Linked DNA regions of Mus musculus: regions 2, 3 and 4 are each linked to region 1. A link is a contact called in public ChIA-PET, Hi-C and promoter capture Hi-C data. All regions are on one chromosome and are shown on one strand. Each heading gives the region's core, a stretch centred on a gene start, on an enhancer-like site or on the middle of the called end of the contact. The rest is flanking DNA. Distances are from core to core; before and after follow the strand shown. Region 1 holds the start of Acot6 (acyl-CoA thioesterase 6). Region 2 holds the start of Rnf113a2 (ring finger protein 113A2). Region 3 overlaps Papln (papilin, proteoglycan-like sulfated glycoprotein). Region 4 holds the start of Coq6 (coenzyme Q6 monooxygenase).

Region 1 (4,350 bases), core at 854-3,353:
GGCAGAGGCAGGTGGATCTCTGAGTTCAGGGTCAGCCTGGTCTACAGAGTTGAGTTCCAGAACAGCCAGGGCTACACAAAGAGACCCTGTCTCATGAAAAAGAAAAACAAGGAGGAGGGGAGGGAGGTAGTGACTTCTTTAGGCCACTTGGAGTGCGCCCGTGAATGGAGTTGTAGAATCCTAATGTCTGTCTTTCTAAAGCGTGATGTGATGTGTATGTCGGTGGACCTCACCTTGCTGACCACATTACTCCCACAAGAGGCTTCCGTCGGTGGAGGCCCCAGATCTTGGACTGGATTACAGAAACTTTAGTTAAACATTTTCTCCCCATAAATTAATGCCCTGGGATATCTCCTTGCAGTAATGCAAACCTGATTAAAACAATTATCTTTGGGAAAGAATGCCTGGAGCGGAAGAGTGGCTCCCAGGGTCTGGTGTTGAGAGTTTCTTTTCCAGATCTTGTGCTTAGGTGGTTTGCCTGTGTGTCTCTGTGTATCAATTCACTTGACACATTCAACCTATTCTTTTCATATGTGTGTTTCCTATGTTTCAAAGTGTCTCTCAAAGCTTGTATGCCAGAAAAGACAGTTTTTTCTTCTAGGACAGGGTTTCTCTGTGTAGCTCTGGCTGTCCTGGAACTCACTCTAGACCAGGCTGGCCTCGAACTCAGAGACCCAGCTGCTTCAGAGCTCCAGCTGCCACTGCCTCCCGAGTATTGAAATTAAAGGCATGCACCACTATCACCCGGCATCGGGTGATAGAAACTCCATATCCACTGCCCCTGTAAGACTAGGTAGAAACTTTAACTCCATGTTGGTGAATGGAGTGAGTTACAGCAGGGGTGGGTCATCTCTAGTTCTCTCTTTGAAGGATGAGTGTGGCCTTTTTTCTTGTGTGCTTTGTTCCATCTGTGTGTGTTTGTTTAAAACAGGATCTTGCTATGCAACCCAGGCTTGCTTTGAATTACAATTATTGGGGTTCAGGAATTGCCACTCAAACCAAACTAACAGTGACCTCAGTTAAGCAAGAGTAGCTTATTGAACGCACACCTTAATACTGGGCATCCAGTACTGCAAAAGGGACTTGTTGGGAACTTAACTGCAGTCCAGTCTGCTCTCACAGTAGACTTTTTATAGGAAAAACCAGGTTCAAAAGTTCAAAGGGCAAGGAGGGGAGCAGTTGGTTTACTAGACAAAGTATTATCAGCTAACCTTTAAGCTGATTGGTGCTGAGTAAGGTAGGGTAGGTGGTGGATGGGTGGTGAACAGGGGAATTTCAGAGTACTGAGATAACAGCATGCGTATTATAGTCACAACTTTGGGGCTTATTAGTAGCATTCTTCAGTGTCAGTTATGAAAACCAGAGTGACCTCATTTCATAGGCGCAGGAAGGGCTACCTGGTGGTTATTTTAAACATAACAGTTCATATTGACCTTTGATTTAATGGGTCCTACATAAAGCTTTCTGAAATTTCTTTTTTTTAAAAAAATATTTATTTATTTATTTATTTTATGTATGTGAGTTCACTGTCACTATCCTCAGACACACCAGAAGAGGGCCTTGAATCTCATTAGAGATGGTTGTGAGCCACCATGTGGTTGCTGGGAATTGAACTCAGGACCTCTGGAAGAACAGTCAGTTCTTAACCACTGAGCCATCTCTCCAGCCCCATGTAATTTCTTAAGAGTAGCAAATCTCATTCAGAAAATACAGAACAAAACAGGGTATGTGGTCACATGTCCTTGAGCCAAGTCACTTCTCTGTGTCAGTGACTGGCAGGCATGTTACAGCAATAATATGAAATAGCTGGCAGGCATAGAACAGAATGGCTACAACTATTCTGCAGGGGGGTGGGGGGGATGGGGGACGGGGAGTGTCAGCCTAACACAATGATCCTCCTGTGTCTGAGTCATTACACCCAATTTGAGTGCTGTTAGCTTTCCACTACTGTATGACAGGAGATTGAATATGGGCCCCTCCAACGTAGACTTCCCGGACTTCAAAACTGTAAGACATAAATCTCTGTTCTTTATAAAGTATCTAGCCTTTCATATTTCCCTAAAGTAGAAAAAAAAAAAGGCCTAAAATAAAAGTAATACAGTATTTTAAAGTTGTTTGTTTTTATAGAAAGCTACTACTGAATCCACGCAAAGGGCCAGACTTTGCCTCGATCTTATTCATCTAGTGTCACCGCCTATCCTCAACACCACGTGAGCAGAATCCTCTGTCCTGGCAGAGCTCCGCTGCTACTTTGACTTCACACATCTTTCCTGTATAGAGTCAGCCGGTTTTCTGTTCCTGTCTTGTCTGAGGCACGGGAGCCAGGGGTCGGGAACTCCCAGAGACGCACCAGGTCGGCTCCACAGCAGGCCAGGCTCCGCTCCGGACTCGCGTGGCGCTCCCCGAGGCCTCCAGCTCCTAATGGCGGCGACACTGAGCGTGGAGCCCGCGGGCCGCAGCTGCTGGGACGAACCGCTGAGCATCGCCGTGCGCGGCCTGGCCCCCGAGCAGCCCGTCACGCTGCGCTCTGTCCTGCGCGACGAGAAGGGCATGCTCTTCCGAGCCCACGCGCGCTACCGCGCGGACTCCCACGGCGAGCTGGACCTGGCGCGCACGCCCGCGCTGGGCGGCAGCTTCTCGGGGCTCGAGCCCATGGGGCTGCTCTGGGCCATGGAGCCCGATCGGCCTTTCTGGCGCCTGATCAAGCGCGATGTGCAGATACCCTTCGTGGTGGAGCTGGAGGTGCTGGACGGACACGAGCCGGATGGCGGGCAGCGGCTGGCGCGGGCGGTGCACGAGCGTCACTTCATGGCTCCCGGGGTGCGGCGCGTGCCCGTGCGCGAGGGCCGGGTGCGCGCCACGCTCTTCCTGCCCCCAGGTGAGCAGCTCTCCACCCACCTACCCACCCGGTTCCTAAGCTCACAGCCTAGTCTATTTTTTGGTCCTGAATAGACTCCATGTAGGGTCTGTCACATAACTGTAACTTTAGTAACCTTGTCCCCACTCTCCAAATTCTCTCAATCTTCTTTAAGAGTAAATTTTCTACCAAGTTTCCTTCCCTTTAAGACACCATGAATTCCTCAACTATATGCTGAAGAGGGAGTGCAACTTGAAATCCACTAAATGCCAGCCACACGAGGGAGGGAGTACTGATAACTTATGCCTGTAGTAAGAGTGACTTTTGCCTCCTTTCACATCAAACTTTCAAAGAGCCTTTAACCCACAAATGAAGACAATGTTCCCTAACCATTAAAGCGCACAAAAATGTTTACTACAAAACCTTTCCCTACCATAAACATGCTGGTGGTGGTTTTCAACCTAGAGTTATCCTTGCCCCTTCATGAGGACATTTGGCAATATCTGCAGAGTTTTGTGCTTGTCAAAAATGAAGACTGGAGCCCAGCGGTGGTGACATACACCTTTAGTACTGGGGAGACAGTAGGCTGATCTCTGAGTTCAAGGCCAGCCTGGTCTACAGAGCAAGTAACAGGACTGCCAGGACTACATAGAGAAACGTTTTGGTGGCGGTGGAAGGTGTGTATTGGGGGAGGGGGTGCTGTTTCCATTTAGCTAGTATAGGCCAGCGATCCTGCTAACTTTCTACCCTTCCCACCAAATACTGAACAGCCCCAGATCAAAATGATTCTGTTCCAAATGGATACATTGTGCTGGGAGACAGCTCAGTCGGTAAATTGCTTGCTTGGCAACCATGAAGATCTGACTGAGTTCAAGTCCCCAATACCCAGGTAAAAAGCTGGGCACCAGAGGCAATGCCTGTAAAATGCTGTGAGGCCTCGAAGCCCAAACAGGATTCCCGGGCTTTGTTAACCGCCAGTTCAGCCTGCCAGTGAGCTCCAGTTTTCAAAAATAACATGAAGAACTGTTGAGGAAGACATCCAGTATTGACCTTTGGCCTTTATACAGACACACACACACACACACACACACACACACACACACACACACACACACACACCAGGACATTCAAGCACAAGCACTTGCCACAGACCACCCCAGTCGGGTATGGGGGTCTCCGGAATTGAGGGTCCTCAAAGCTAGGTGGGTAAGGATTTGGCGGAGACAAACAGAAGCAAACACAGGCCGTTTGAATCTGAGTGTATTTTGCAGCTCTCAAGCAGGGAATTTTATACATTAAAAAAAACCCAAACACTACAACTCTTGGAGACTGTATCCAGCAAAGCAATCCCAAATACCAACAAAAATCATTCGGCACAGTGAAGCACAAAAATCATCCAAGCATCACAACTCTGAAACTATGTCTTCAATGAATCACAAACAGAACAGGTAACATCATTATTAATATAAATCATCAAAATATACCAATTCTAA
Region 2 (4,350 bases), core at 956-3,455, 320 kb after region 1:
TGTGTAGGTCAGAGAAGGCCATCTTGTAGAGTCAGTTCTTTCCTTCTGCTGTGTTCCAGAGATCAAACTTAGGTGGTCAGGCTTGGTGGCAAACACCTTTATCTGTTGATTCAGTTCACCTGCCTGATAATGATCTTTTCCTAGGCATTAATTTCTTTGTGTGCTTGTCAGTCTTAGCCAACACACCTCTCCATGTTAGTCAGAAGATGAACCTTTGATTTGAATTGAAGCCCCCCCCCCCCAGTTCTTAGGAACTATCAGTGGGTAGGTAGAAGAATTCTACTGGACAGTGTGTTTGGGATGAAGAGGGACAATTTGAGGGAAAAAAAAACCTAGAAGCCTGTATAGAGAGGGATCCATGAATTTTCCTGAAAGGCCTGTTTCATACTATTTGCTGATTTCCATGGTATAGCTGCATTCAGAGTCATCTGAATGCCCAATTAAAGCTTATGCCTGTGTCATATGGCTGAGCAGGTGTTGCTAGTGATGGGTGGCAGGCCTCAGCACTGTTCCCCTGGGCCCCTCAGGAACTTGCTTGAGTGTTCCTGTTATATGTCAGATGACGCTGAGAGTGAAAACTTCAAGAATTCAAGAGCTGGGCAGAAGCTATCCTCTGTGTGTGTGTGTGTGTGTGTGTGTGTGTGTGTGTGAGAGAGAGAGAGAGAGAGAGAGAGAGAGAGAGTATGAGAGGAAGAGGGAGAGGGAGAGGGAGAGAGAGAGAGAGAAAGAGAGAGAGTGTGTGTGTGTGTGTGTGTGAGAGAGAGAGAGAGAGAGAGAGAGAGAGAGAGAGTGTGTGTGTGTGTGTGTGTGTGTGTGTTTTCGTTCCCGGGCCCTCGTGTGTGCTATGAACGCATTCTATCCTGACCTGTATCCCTATCCTTGCAAGTGGCACCGCAACATTTCTCCCATAGACTATTATTTGGAACCAAGTCTCTAAATCTGGTCCACATTCTAAGGGTGGAAATTAGGTTCTGTCATTTGAAGATAGTGTCAAAGAATTGCAAGCATACTTTAAAACCACACACCCTTATACCCCTAAGTATACACAGCTGCAATAGGAATATTTATGCATTTTGGTTGCTTGAAACTCCCTCCTGTTATAACAGCTGGCTGCGTTCTTTTCGTATGCCCAGTCTGGCCTCATAATTGAAACACCACTTCTGTCTTAGCCTCACAGTGCTGAGATTACAGACACAAGCCTCCCCATCTTTATTTGGTTTTTATTCTTTTTGTCTCAAAGATTTTATCTTTAATTATGTGCATGGGTGTTGGGGGGTGGGGTATACATGTGTGTTCATGTACAGGCAGAGGCCAGAATCCTCTGGAGACTGGATCCTCTGGAGCCGGAGCTATAAGCAGTTGTTAGCTGACTGATGTGGGGACTGGAAACTGAACTCTGGTCTTCTGCAAGACCTATACACGCTCTTAATTGCTGAATCATCTCTCCAAGCCCCCATCCTAATTTTATTTTGAGGAGGGTCTCCTGTAGCCCAGGCTAGCTCTGAGCTCCTGATTCTCTTGCCTCTGCCTCCCAAGCACTGGAATTAAAATGTTCTGTTCACTTCCCTCAAGAATCTTCTATGTTTCTCAGCTGTAAACAGCATATTGTTTAGACAGTTTAGTGTGTAAGTTAAATTTACCCATATCGAGTTATAATCTTTTATAACACTACACTTACACCAATACACGGCCTTTTAACCCTTTAGTTTACCCAAATTGGATATTCATGTAACTTTGAAGTCTTCTTTATTTTCTGTTTTGGTGCTTGAGCCCAGAGCCTTTGGGTATGCTTAAGAAATCAATCTACCACTAAGCTACACTCCCAGCCTTTGGTTTTTTGTTGTTTTTGTTTTGTTCAGAATATCTCTTTTATTATCAATAAATAGCGGATAGATCTTTATCTATTAAATTTTCTCCTAGCATTTAAAGGCTTACATCATTTAATGCACTTTCTCCTCGTGGTCTTTCCCCAGAGTTCTGTTTAATGACTCCTTGTACCTTTCCATGGGATTTGGTACAGAACACATCCTGATTTACCTTCTCCCTAATAGACTAAATTATTTGAGGCGGGAGTTTTGTATTCGTTGCAATTCAAGAATCACAGCAATACTTGATTGGAGATCTAGGTTCATCTTTAAAAAAAAAAAAAAAAAAAAAAAAAAAAAAAACCTTTAGCGGGCTAGCTGGCGCATGCGCATGCGCCGTGACGGTCTCGGGCTCCGCGGCTGACACCTCGCAGCTCCGCAGTGACGTAGCCGCGCTGCTTAGCAGTGACGCAGCAGCCCGCGCCACCCTTCACGCCGCAGCTACTGCCAGCCGTTTCGGCGCTCCGGAGTCGAAGATGGCAGAACAAGTTTCTCAGGGAAAGTCGGAGGATCAGGTGTGCACCTTCCTCTTCAAAAAGCCCGGGCGGAAAGGAAGTGCTGGCCGTCGGAAGCGGCCGGCGTGCGACCCGGAGTCTGGGGAAAGCGGAAGCAGTAGCGACGAAGGATGCTCGGTTGTGCGACCGGAGAAGAAGCGGGCGGCCCACAATCCGATGATCCAGAAGACGAGTGGCAGCGGTAAACAGAAAGGGGCCTACTGTGATCTGAGCAGCGAAGAGGAGGAGAAGGCGGGGAATGAGAGTCTAGGCGTCGTCTACAAGTCCACGCGCTCGGCGAAACCGGTGGGGCCCGAGGATATGGGGGCCACAGCAGTTTACGAGTTGGACACTGAGAAAGAACGAGACGCACAGGCCATTTTTGAGCGCAGTCAGAAAATCCAGGAGGAGCTGAGAGGCAAGGAGGATGACAAAATCTATCGTGGAATTAATAATTACCAGAAATACATGAAGCCCAAGGATACATCCATGGGCAATGCCTCCTCTGGCATGGTAAGAAAGGGCCCCATCCGAGCCCCTGAACATCTACGCGCTACTGTGCGCTGGGATTACCAGCCTGATATTTGTAAGGACTACAAGGAGACTGGCTTCTGTGGCTTTGGAGACAGCTGCAAATTCCTCCATGACCGTTCAGATTACAAGCACGGATGGCAGATAGAACGTGAACTCGATGAGGGCCGCTACGGTGTGTATGAAGACGAAAACTATGAAGTAGAAAGTGATGATGAGGAGATACCATTCAAATGTTTCATCTGTCGCCAAACCTTCCAGAATCCGGTTGTCACCAAGTGTAAACATTATTTCTGTGAGACCTGTGCACTGCAGCATTTCCGAACCACTCCACGATGCTATGTTTGTGAGCAACAGACCCATGGGGTTTTCAATCCTGCGAAAGAACTGATTGCTAAACTGGAGAAGTATCGAAAAGCAGAGGGTGGTGCTTCCAGCACCCCAGAAGACGCCGATGGGATCTAATTGCCATTACTTAGATGTCCCATAATTGTCAAATCTCAAAGTACTTTTTGTTTTGGTCATCTCAAACCAAAGCAATCACAGTTGAAGAAATACTAAGTTTTCTAGGAAGAATATCCAAGTTTTGTTTTATATGACATGCTGGAGATGGAATCAATACAGTTAACTTAAAGAACTCTCCTGTTTATAGCTATATTTTCTGAATCTAAATAAAGAACTAGCTCATACTCTAGTACCCTGGTGTGATCTTTCTTTTTTAAAGAACAATGCCGCCACCTATTAGAGAGGTAGATTTCAGACTATTTAAAGAGGGCTGCTGAGGAACACTTACAATTCAAGGGAAAAGTTAGTGCCTTACTGGAAAAAAATAGGGCAGATTTGTGGAATCTGAAATGTAGAAGAAATGAGGCAGATATGAGGGCCCCATATACTTAAAATTGTGATGTATATATAGGTAAGAGATTATTTGTATAGAATTCACTGCATGTTGAGTCTAATACATTTAGTTTATGAAAAGGGATTCAAGTTATGTATCTCAAAGGAAAACAGTGAAAGCCAGATTAGTGTGTTTGTTGTATGTGTATGTGTGAGCACTCTACCTTTGTGCAATTAGGGAAGTCAGTCAGCTGACAATTTTGTAGTGTCATCTCCATCCACATTTACTTAAAACTCAAACTTAAGTTGCCAGGATTGTGTGACAGACACCTTTATCCCTTTACCTTCTGAGCCATCTCACTTGCTCCTTGTTTGAGTTTTTGAGGCAATCTTTCTGTGTCTCAGATTGACCTTCAAATCATTATATATTCAAGGCAGGTCTTAAATTTGGAAGTATTTCGCCTAGGGCTTCTAACTTCTGGGGTTACAATTGTGAATCACCATGCCCAGCCACTAATTTTTACCTTAACTTTTATTTACTTTGTGTGTGTGTAGAAGTCAAAATATAACTTGGAGTCAGGTATTTCCTTCCACTGTGTGGGTCCTGAGTACCTTTACCCATT
Region 3 (4,350 bases), core at 1,207-3,706, 310 kb before region 1:
GATGGTCTCAGTCTTTCCCTCATCTGTGGTGACATCCTACTGGCCACTTGCTTTTTTTTTTCTCAAAACACTCCCTTCCCAAGGCTTCCCTAGTGTCCTCAGAGCTGTCACCTGAACAGCTTTAGAGACGTACCCATCCACATGTGCAAATGATACACTTCTGGGTCCGGACTTTGCGGCTCCAGATCTCAGACTTAACATCTCACAGCTATCTCAGACTCAAAGCATCACCTCACTGTTCACTCCTTTCTACTCATCAGTGAGTGATGTGAGTGAGTGAGTGGCGGGCATCAGCGAGCTGAGACCTAGTCATCCGTTTGCCCTCTTGGGGAGAGGAGGTAGGTCCTAGAACCACCATCGCCCAGTGACCAAGCCGTCTGGTTTTCTGTCTCCACCTCCTACATCTGACCTTCACTGTCTGTATACTTCAGTGTCCTGTCATCTTCTCTGTGTGCACGAAGCAGCACCTGCTCACTGCTTGCCCTTATTCCAGGGCACCCCACCCAGACCCTGCTCCCCTCAAGCCCCCAGCCACTCCCATTGCCTGCTTAAACATTTGCTAGGAACTCAAGAGTCCTGACTGGCTCCCTCTGCCTTCTTGCTTTGACAGTGACAGCTTGTCCTCAAGTTCCCAAATCCCCACAGTCCTCTTCCACTGGCCAGCCCTGCTGCGGTCTCCTCTCCTCACGTCAGCTGCCTCTTTCTTGTGGGAGGCTCTCTGGACACTGGCAACCTCTCCTGTGCCATGAAGGCACATGTACCCTTCCCCTGACCCTGGGGCCTGGCATTTGTCAGTGACCAGCTGGAGTGGGCTCCTTTGTGGATTCAGGGCAAATTGTAATGAGTGAGCTGAGTTGTGCCACTGGCTTTTAATGTCCTCCTACCAATTGAGTGCACCTGTCCCCTCTTCCCTGAGGTGTCATCTACCCACCCTCATGGGGAGAGAAGGTTAGCTCTGGAATAGCCTTGGCTAATGTCTTTCTCCTCTTCCAGGCCTCTCAGGGCGTATCTCTCCCGATGTTCTCTCCCCTCCAGGAATGGCCTGCCAATACAGGCCGACGGTCACCGTGTGCACCAGTCCCCAGATGGCACACTGTTGATCCACAACTTGCGGCCCAGGGACGAGGGCTCTTACACATGCAGTGCCTTCCGTGGGAGCCAGGCTGTGAGTCGCAGCACCGAGGTGAAGGTGGCCCTCCCAGGTGAGAAAGGCTCGTCATGGGCTTTGCTGTCCTGAAGGCAGCTGAGCACCAAGGGCCACGGGCACGTTCTCATCTGTGCTCACGTTCTGGTTACTGGCACTGTAACAGGGGTGGGTGTTTCTTATGGCCCCAGAGCCCTGCTTTACTGGGGCTAGCCCACCATCTAAGGCCATGGTGAAGATGTAGCAAAGTGGTCAGAGTTCTGTCATTCAGCTTTATCCCTAACATAATGTTCATGGTGGTTGGCTGCTAAAGTCCAAATTCTAATCAGGGTGGCAGAAGGCCCTGTGGGTCTGGGCTGTGGCTCAGTGCAGAGCTCTTGCCTAAGGCCTTAGGCTCTAGCCCAGCACCGTGACAAACACGGAGAACAAATAAATAGAAAAGGCAGAGGACAGATTCTTTGATCATTGTTGGCACAGTCTCCTTTCCAAATCACGTACAGTTTGTAATTTAAAGATAAAGATTAAAAATTTATATAAAAAATGGCTGTAGGATGGAAACGTGTGTTTTTGATCATCTAGGCATGTAATAGGATACAGTCACCCTCATCCTTTTTCCACGAGACAGGCAGCCAGAGAGCTGCAGGGTGTTCCCACTTGTTCACACAGCAGATTTGTGGCCAGCTGGGACTCAAGCCCAGGCTTTTTGACTCCTGATTTTACTTAACTTATGTAGCCCAGGCTGACCTTGAACTTGTTATGTAGCCAACGCTGGTCTCACCTTTAATCTCCCTGCCTCTGCTTCCAAGGTGCTACTGTGCCTGTTCTCTTAAGCTCCATCTCAGAACTCGTGAAGCAGGACTGTTTGATGTTCAAACTTGCAGGGGCTCTGTGTTTAAGTGACAGGGCAGGAGGGGCCCCTCACAGTGCTCTCCACAGGTCTTAGTGTTTCAGGGAGATGGAACATCAAACAGCTCAGAGCCTCCAGTCAAACAGCCAGTTCTCATAACCTGAGGTGCATCCCGAAGATGCCAGAGAAAGGGTTCTTGGCTTGGCGGTAATGGTACCAACTGCCTGGTGTGCTTGAACATTGCCGTGCCACCGGGGCAGGCCTGGCTGTCCTCCTGGATGCCAGACTGCGGGTGAGAACTGGCCAGGGGTTGAAGGTGTCTGCTACAGTGTTGCTTTGTGAGACTGACACTCAGGTTTCCCTCTGTGAGCTCCCTGGGACCCTAGGGCCCAGACAAGTGCTCTGCAATATGGAGACTCACACGGCTGTGACTGTGTGTGCCTGTGTGACCACACTCTGGTCAAAGTCCCATATGGCAGGACTTCTACCTTTGATGTTTCTAGAAAATCCTACTCATCTATACACTGATCAAACTAATAAGACCAGGAAAACCCAGAATGCAGATTTACTGTGGTGAAGAGAAGAGACCTTAGGAGACTGAGGATCTGAGCATGGTGATACATGGTGACACATGCCTATGAATTCTAGAACATTATCCTGACTTAAGACAAAACCTACCACACTACCAAACTCCTCAAGGGGACCTGGATGTTTACATTTGTGATCAGCCGTAGATGTGTCTACAGTGAGGGAAGCTTGTTTGACAATGGTGGCTAGTAGGCTTTTAGGCTTTTGGTGATGTGTGGCTGCCAAGCTGATCTCCCAGACACCACCCACGGCCACAGGCCTCTTTTGCTCTCTGCTGCATGTGGCTAAGAATATGTTCCATATTCTGGAGGCATCTCTCCAGAAGCCCGGCTGTCCCCCCCCAGCCTGTCTGTATTCCTTTCACTGACCAGGCTGCAGATCTGTTCTAACTCGTTGGTTTGGAGTCACATAGTGAGTGTCTCATGACTGGGAGCACTGGAGTTAGTTGGCTTAGGCTTTTCTCACCCTGGCTTGTTCTGCCCAAGGGTTAAGTGAATAGGATATATTGTGGGGACAAAGGCTGTCTGCTAACCATTCTGTCTGCCTCATTTTCTGAGGGGAGGACACGGCTGTGGGGCCAGGGCAGCAGACAGCACTCAGGTTTTTGCTGTGTGCCTGGTGGTAGGGACAGTGCTGCAAGAGCCTGCAGAGAGAAGGGGGGTAATTGTAGGATGAGAGAGTGGAATCAAATTCTTAACAATCACCAGACACTCGTAGGATATTGAGGGTGGCACGCGGGCTTGGGCCTCCGTGTAGTCTTAGAACTTTGAAGATTCATCACGTTCTCGGGTGGAAACCAGGAAAGATGGGGATATAGGAGACAGATGCAAGCTGGGAGGTTGGTGGAACCCAGTAGCAATAGGAAGATGGCAATGGCTTACTGACTTCCGGTTTCCCTAGGACTGACCCTACTGATCTTTCCTGCCAATCTGGGCCCATATAGCTGTCATTGGCTTTGCAGTTCCAGACAGTAGGGCAGGAAGTTAAATGTGGAGCCGTCGATGGTCTAGCCAGAAATAGGAAAGCCTGGAAAAGGCTGTGCACTGGGCATAGGCCGCAGATAAGGGTCACAGGAGGGCCTGTGAGAGGCTGCAGCGAGAGCTGCCTCAGCCCTTTCTCTCCTTGTCCTGCAGCGCCAGCCGCACAGTCCAGGGACCTAGGCAAGGACTGCATCGACCAGCCGGAGCTGGCCAACTGTGCGTTGATCCTGCAGGCCCAGCTCTGTGGCAATGAATATTACTCCAGCTTCTGCTGTGCCAGCTGCTCCCGCTTCCAGCCAAATGCCCAGCCTGTGTGGCAGCAGGGATGAAGGCTGGCTGTGGCGCCAGGTCTGGATAGTTTGCTGGGGAGAAGGGATGGTAAGACATGGCTTGCAGAGGGAGTCGTCTTTCAGATCCTGCCCCTCTCAGAAATCCAGGGTTGAGCCCCAGCAGCTGCCAGTGCCGGCTTCCCTTGTAGTGCTCAGCAGGGTCTGTCTGATATGACCACAGGCTGCTGTGAAGAAGAGGAACCCTTTACACCTCCCCTCTATAGTATCTACTGCACCGAGGACCTTTTATCTGAAATGCTTTGGACCAAAGTGTTTTAAGCTATTAAGTATTTGTAGACTTTACTAATTGAACGTCCCTAACCTAAAGTTCTGAAATGCTCCGAAGCTTCAAAGACCCAATCGCCATGTCAGCTTTCAAAACTGTCCGGGTTTCGAAGCACGTTTGATTTTGGGTGAGAGGTGCTCAATTTGTACAGAGAATCCACTTAGCGCACTGCAGAG
Region 4 (4,350 bases), core at 695-3,194, 260 kb after region 1:
AATTTAGCTCTGTGGAGAGCACTTACCTAGAATGCACAGGACCCTGGACTCAGTCCTCAGTACCATAAAAATAGAAAAATAAAAGTATGGAGTATTAGCCAGGCAGTGGTGGCGCATGCCTTTAATCCCAGAACTTGGGAGGCAGAGGTAGGCGGATTTCTGAGTTCGAGGCCAGCCTGGTCTACAGAGGGAGTTCCAGGACAGTCAGGGCTAAACAGAGAAACCCTGTCTCGAAAAAACAAAAAAAAAGTATGGAGTATTGTTTCTACTGAGCGCATGCTTGTCCATCATTATAGTGTGGAGAGCAATCTGAACCACTGAGGTTGGGGGTGTCTGACTTTGAGTGTTAGGGTGATTTTTATTGTCTCAGTTGAGTCTTGTAGTGATAGAGGGAAGGTGGTGTGGCTGGAGGACAGTGGCCTGAGATGTCCTTAGAGTGGTAGGTACAAGGCCACCAGTGGACTATTGATGATTAGTGGCAATTGGAGCAGTCCATCTGAGTTAGAGATAAGTGTGTGCTCTAACCCTAGCTCTGCTGCTGAAGAACATGTGATCTAGAGCAAAACTCTCTCCTTCCCCTGCCCCTCTCTCTCTGTTGTGACAGGGTCAAAGGGCGACCTTGAACTCCTTATCCTTCTGCTTTAGTAATTTGAGTTGTTGGGATTACAAGTTTGAGCCATAATGCTGGCTCTTTCGTTTTAAAAACAACTTTATTGAAACACAATGTCCATAGTGTACAAGTGAGCCATTCAAAGCGTACTCTCCTCCAGTTTCTAAAACAGCCAGGGTCATCTAGCAATCACAGTAGAAGTCAGACCATTTTCACCATTCCTCTAAAGCAGTGTCCTCAACTGTTCTAATGCATCGACCCTTTAATACAGTGTTTCATGTGGTGGTGAGCCCCAACCATAGTCATTTTCATTGTTAATACTGTAATTTTGCTACTGTTATGAATTGTAAGGTAAATATCTGATATGCAGGATGATCTTAGGTGAAACAGATTGAGAATCTCTGCTCTGAAGCACCAGTGTAGCATTTAATTGTCACTTATATCCCTTAACCCTCCCACATCTTCCTCTCAACCTGTCAGCCCTAGGCAACTACCAGCCTACTTTCTGTTTTCAGAGATTTCGGGGCAAATTGCTTAACCCATCTCTTTTCTTTTCTAGAAAATGGGTTTGAGAGGATACAACACATTAAACACATTCAGTTTAATGAATTTTAATATATTTGAAGAGCTGCGTTTCGGTGCGTTTTCCTTACTCTAAAACGACAACAAAAACCTTGGAAGCTTTTAGAAGTCTCTCCTCACCTCCTCAGCCCTTTTAGAAGTCTCTCCCTGTTTCTCCTCACCTCAGCCCCATGCAATGACGCGCCCCCTAGATTTGCCTTTTCTGGATAATCATATTAAGATAGAGATCGCTTTTAAGATTTTCAAGGTTAATTCGTGGTTTGTTATTAGTACGATTCCTGATATCAGAGCCTGGTACAAGACACAAAAGACCCACGTCCCCCAAGACTGGTTCTCTAAGTGCCCAAGCGCTGCCAATTTTAATTCTTCGCCCTTTGATGACACGCCCCTGACTCTGTCTCCACGGCAACGCTAAACAGTTTCCACTCTTGAGGATTCCTTGCTGAGGCATCCGACTTCCTCCTTTCTCCACTCACCTCACGGCTCCACTCGGCGCACTCAGGACCTCCCGCAGTCCTCCCCACAGTCATCTTCCTAACTAGAGAGAGAGAGAAGCAGAGGTGAAAGCAGCAGTGACAACCGTGACAGCGGCGCCGGCGGTTAGGTACTGCTAGCCACGCCCCTTCATGGCTTTAGCCTTGGATTGGCTTCCAGTCTTTAGTCTGTTCCGCCCAATGAGGCAAGAGCGTCTTCTGATTGGATAATTTTCTTCAACTATTTTATTTCCGGTTTTGAAGACAGGGCTAAAACCACACAAGGTTGACGACTGCCCCGGAAGCACTTTCCAGGACCTATCAGGGAGAAGTCCCGGGCGCGGGCGCAGGCAGGAGTCATTATGGCGGCCCGCATTGGCTCCATGGCAGGCTTGCTCTGCGTTCGCTGGTGGAGTTCCGCGCAGCTCGCAGCCAGAGGAGGCCCGCTAGTTGCCAGCCAGCGATGGGCGGGCTCCTCGGCAGACACCGTGTACGACGTGGTGGTGTCAGGAGGAGGCCTAGTGGGCTCTGCCATGGCTTGTGCCTTAGGTAGGTGCATCTCGACCGCGGGCTGGAGGATCTGGGCTGTGGAGGGACGGTACTCACAGTGGAGGTCGGGACGCTGTCCAGACACCTAACGTGCCTGACCTGGTGCTTTGCTCACTGTCCTTCCAGGGGAGTCCTCGGGAATGGCATGGGTTCTGCGGGATCACAAGTGGGCGGGCCTTTCTAAGTCAGTCTGACCCTTGAGAACTGTCCAGGATTGTTTATGAGCACCTCGAGAGGCATCGGGCTTTGTAGTATCGGATGGTAGATCGGATTGACCTCGAAATCACAGAGATCATCTTCCTCAGTCTTCTGAGTGCTGGGATTAAGGCCCGCGCCCCCACTCCTGGTCTTAAAGCTGCTTTATTAAGATAACATTCATCTAGTTATAAGTGCTCCCACTTAAAGCGTACAGTCCAATGAGTTTTTAGTATTTTTGCAGAGCTATTCAGTACCTACAATAAGTTTTATTACCGTTTCCTTACTTTATAAAAAACCAAAAAGCAAAAAAATAAAAAAAGACTTGGAATTCATTAGATGTCACTCTCCACACTTCTGCTCACCTTCTCAGCCCTACAGACTCTCCTACTTTCTGTCTATAGATTTACCTTTTCCGGATAGTTCTATGTAGTTGGAGATATACTCTGTTTTAAAGGTTAATCCAGGTTGGAGTCTGTATCAGACAGCTTTTGTTTTGAGAGCTGATGCCATCCTCAATTGTGTTGAAAGTATGCTTGGTTTTCACTTTTGGCCTGTAAAGGAATGATGCTAGTAGGGACATTCTGTGTGCAAACTTTGGTGTGAACAGTGTTGATCATCTCGAGGCTATTCTCTAGTGAAATCTCTGGGTTATGTGGCAATGCTGATGTTTTGAAGACCTGCCAGACTTTGAGAGAGTGCCCCAGTTTATGTTATCATTGACAGTAGATGAATGCTCAGGTTTCTCCTGACCCTGACAGCACTATCTGCTGCCTTTTTTCTTTGTCCTCTGAAGTTCGTAGGAAGTGGCTTGTGTTTATATTTCCCTAATGACCAATGGTGTGGAATATATTTACCAAGTGCTGGCATGATGTAGCACCGTTTCTGGGCCCTTCGAAACTTTAGCATTCACATTTTGGTGGCTCGCTCTTGTGTTAGGTTTGTGTGTATGTTTTCCTTTGTACTGCATCCTTCTCTCGCTCTTTTCTGAGCGTCACGGGGAAGGAAGACAGCAGCTCTTTTACTAACGTTCACACACAATTCTGTTTTGTTATTGTTTGCTTTTCTGTCTAGCAAAGTATTATATTTTAAAACTCAGGAGTGACTGTTAAAATCATGGTAGTAAAAAGCATGGTGTTTTTTGCAGGAGGATCAGAAGTTCAAAGCCATCCTTGGGTTACATAGAATGCAAAACTCCCAAAACAAACAAAAATATGTGACTAAGGTATTTCCAATAGTCTTTTTGTTTGTTTGTTTGTTTAAAATAAGGTGCTGTGTAATCTTTGCTGGTGTGGACCTTTAACTGATCCCGCTGTCTCTGCCTCCCAAATGCTGGGCTCCCAAGCACAGGCTGTTACTCCCGAGTTATAAAGGCGCTTACTGACTTTCCCCCTTCAGTCCCCTGTTTTCCATAATTCTTCCTAAAACTCACAACTAATTGTTGTTTTAGGCTTGAGTTTCCCTCTGACATTTGAGTTTGGGAACAGTTCCCTGCATAATTGCACAGTTGCATTCTTAATCCATTCTTGTCATATTCTTTGGGTTTTATTCTGAGACTCCTCCTCCTCCTTGAGCCCCTGGGTAGCCATACAAGTGTGCACCACTACGCCTGGGCTTCTCACTTGATTTCTAGGTGGTTTTTTTCTCATTTCAAAAACAGTTACATTAAATAGCTAAGAAATAAAACACATCACCTGGGTGTATTTTATAATGTACTTGGAAATCTAATTGTTTTCCTTTTAGTTTTATCTTACCCAACAAACATACAGTGCCTACTTTATGGGTCCGCAGCTGGAAATTATATTCTAAGGGAAGAATGTAGGGAATGTGGAACCTGGAAAAGGACACAGATAACCAGGGGGGGAGGAAGCATGACAGGAAAGCTCCCTCGTAGAGGGACCAGCAGCTGGTATGTGCTGGAGGACAAAGTGCCTGCTGTGG

What was found. Hi-C and Micro-C count contacts between places; a contact is called where the count stands out from the background. ChIA-PET counts read pairs in DNA pulled down with a chosen protein or histone mark. Capture Hi-C pulls out chosen DNA fragments and counts their contacts.
Region 2: an RNA polymerase II ChIA-PET map of memory CD8 T cells shows a contact between it and region 1, with 9 read pairs. The contact joins the promoter of Rnf113a2 here to the promoter of Acot6 in region 1. A contact is called at or near these places in 2 of 115 datasets of contacts at active chromatin or transcription factors (embryonic stem cells and memory CD8 T cells) and 1 of 9 other capture datasets (macrophages).
Region 3: a Hi-C map of liver shows a contact between it and region 1, with 2.6 times the contacts expected there. The contact joins the enhancer-like site here to the promoter of Acot6 in region 1. A contact is called at or near these places in 4 of 39 promoter capture datasets (HPC-7-derived erythroid cells, cranial neural crest, embryonic stem cells and 1 more), 2 of 484 Hi-C or Micro-C datasets (bone marrow-derived macrophages and liver), 2 of 115 datasets of contacts at active chromatin or transcription factors (embryonic midbrain and embryonic stem cells) and 1 of 9 other capture datasets (adipose tissue).
Region 4: a contact with region 1 is called in a promoter capture Hi-C map of adipose tissue. The contact joins the promoter of Coq6 here to the promoter of Acot6 in region 1. A contact is called at or near these places in 1 of 39 promoter capture datasets (stem cell-derived epiblast-like cells), 2 of 484 Hi-C or Micro-C datasets (CD4 T cells and bone marrow-derived macrophages), 3 of 115 datasets of contacts at active chromatin or transcription factors (embryonic stem cells and memory CD8 T cells) and 3 of 9 other capture datasets (adipose tissue, liver and macrophages).

What each region holds. Positions count from the first base shown.
Region 1 is chr12:84,098,551-84,102,900 of GRCm38.p6, forward strand. It overlaps Acot6 (acyl-CoA thioesterase 6), which reads left to right and starts at 2,104. Exons shown (of 3, transcript NM_172580.1): 1 at 2,104-2,878. The coding sequence starts at 2,422.
Region 2 is chr12:84,414,995-84,419,344 of GRCm38.p6, forward strand. It overlaps Rnf113a2 (ring finger protein 113A2), which reads left to right and starts at 2,206. Exons shown (of 1, transcript NM_025525.2): 1 at 2,206-3,584. The coding sequence starts at 2,342. The coding sequence ends at 3,355. The region is part of intron 4 of Bbof1 (basal body orientation factor 1); the gene reads left to right.
Region 3 is chr12:83,788,120-83,792,469 of GRCm38.p6, forward strand. It overlaps Papln (papilin, proteoglycan-like sulfated glycoprotein), which reads left to right. Exons shown (of 27, transcript NM_130887.3): 26 at 1,036-1,202; 27 at 3,713-4,265. The coding sequence ends at 3,888. Among named protein-coding and RNA genes, the nearest start is that of Papln, 27 kb to the left of the region's middle. Within about 2 kb of position 2,457, at least 23 of the 459 cell types and tissues checked have an H3K27ac peak or open chromatin away from gene starts, as enhancers often do. A contact at or near this core is called in liver, where this site is marked.
Region 4 is chr12:84,360,024-84,364,373 of GRCm38.p6, forward strand. Coq6 (coenzyme Q6 monooxygenase) reads left to right here and starts at 1,945. Exons shown (of 12, transcript NM_172582.3): 1 at 1,945-2,214. The coding sequence starts at 2,028. It overlaps Fam161b (family with sequence similarity 161, member B), which reads right to left and starts at 1,805. Exons shown (of 9, transcript NM_001358283.1): 1 at 1,669-1,805. The coding sequence starts at 1,722.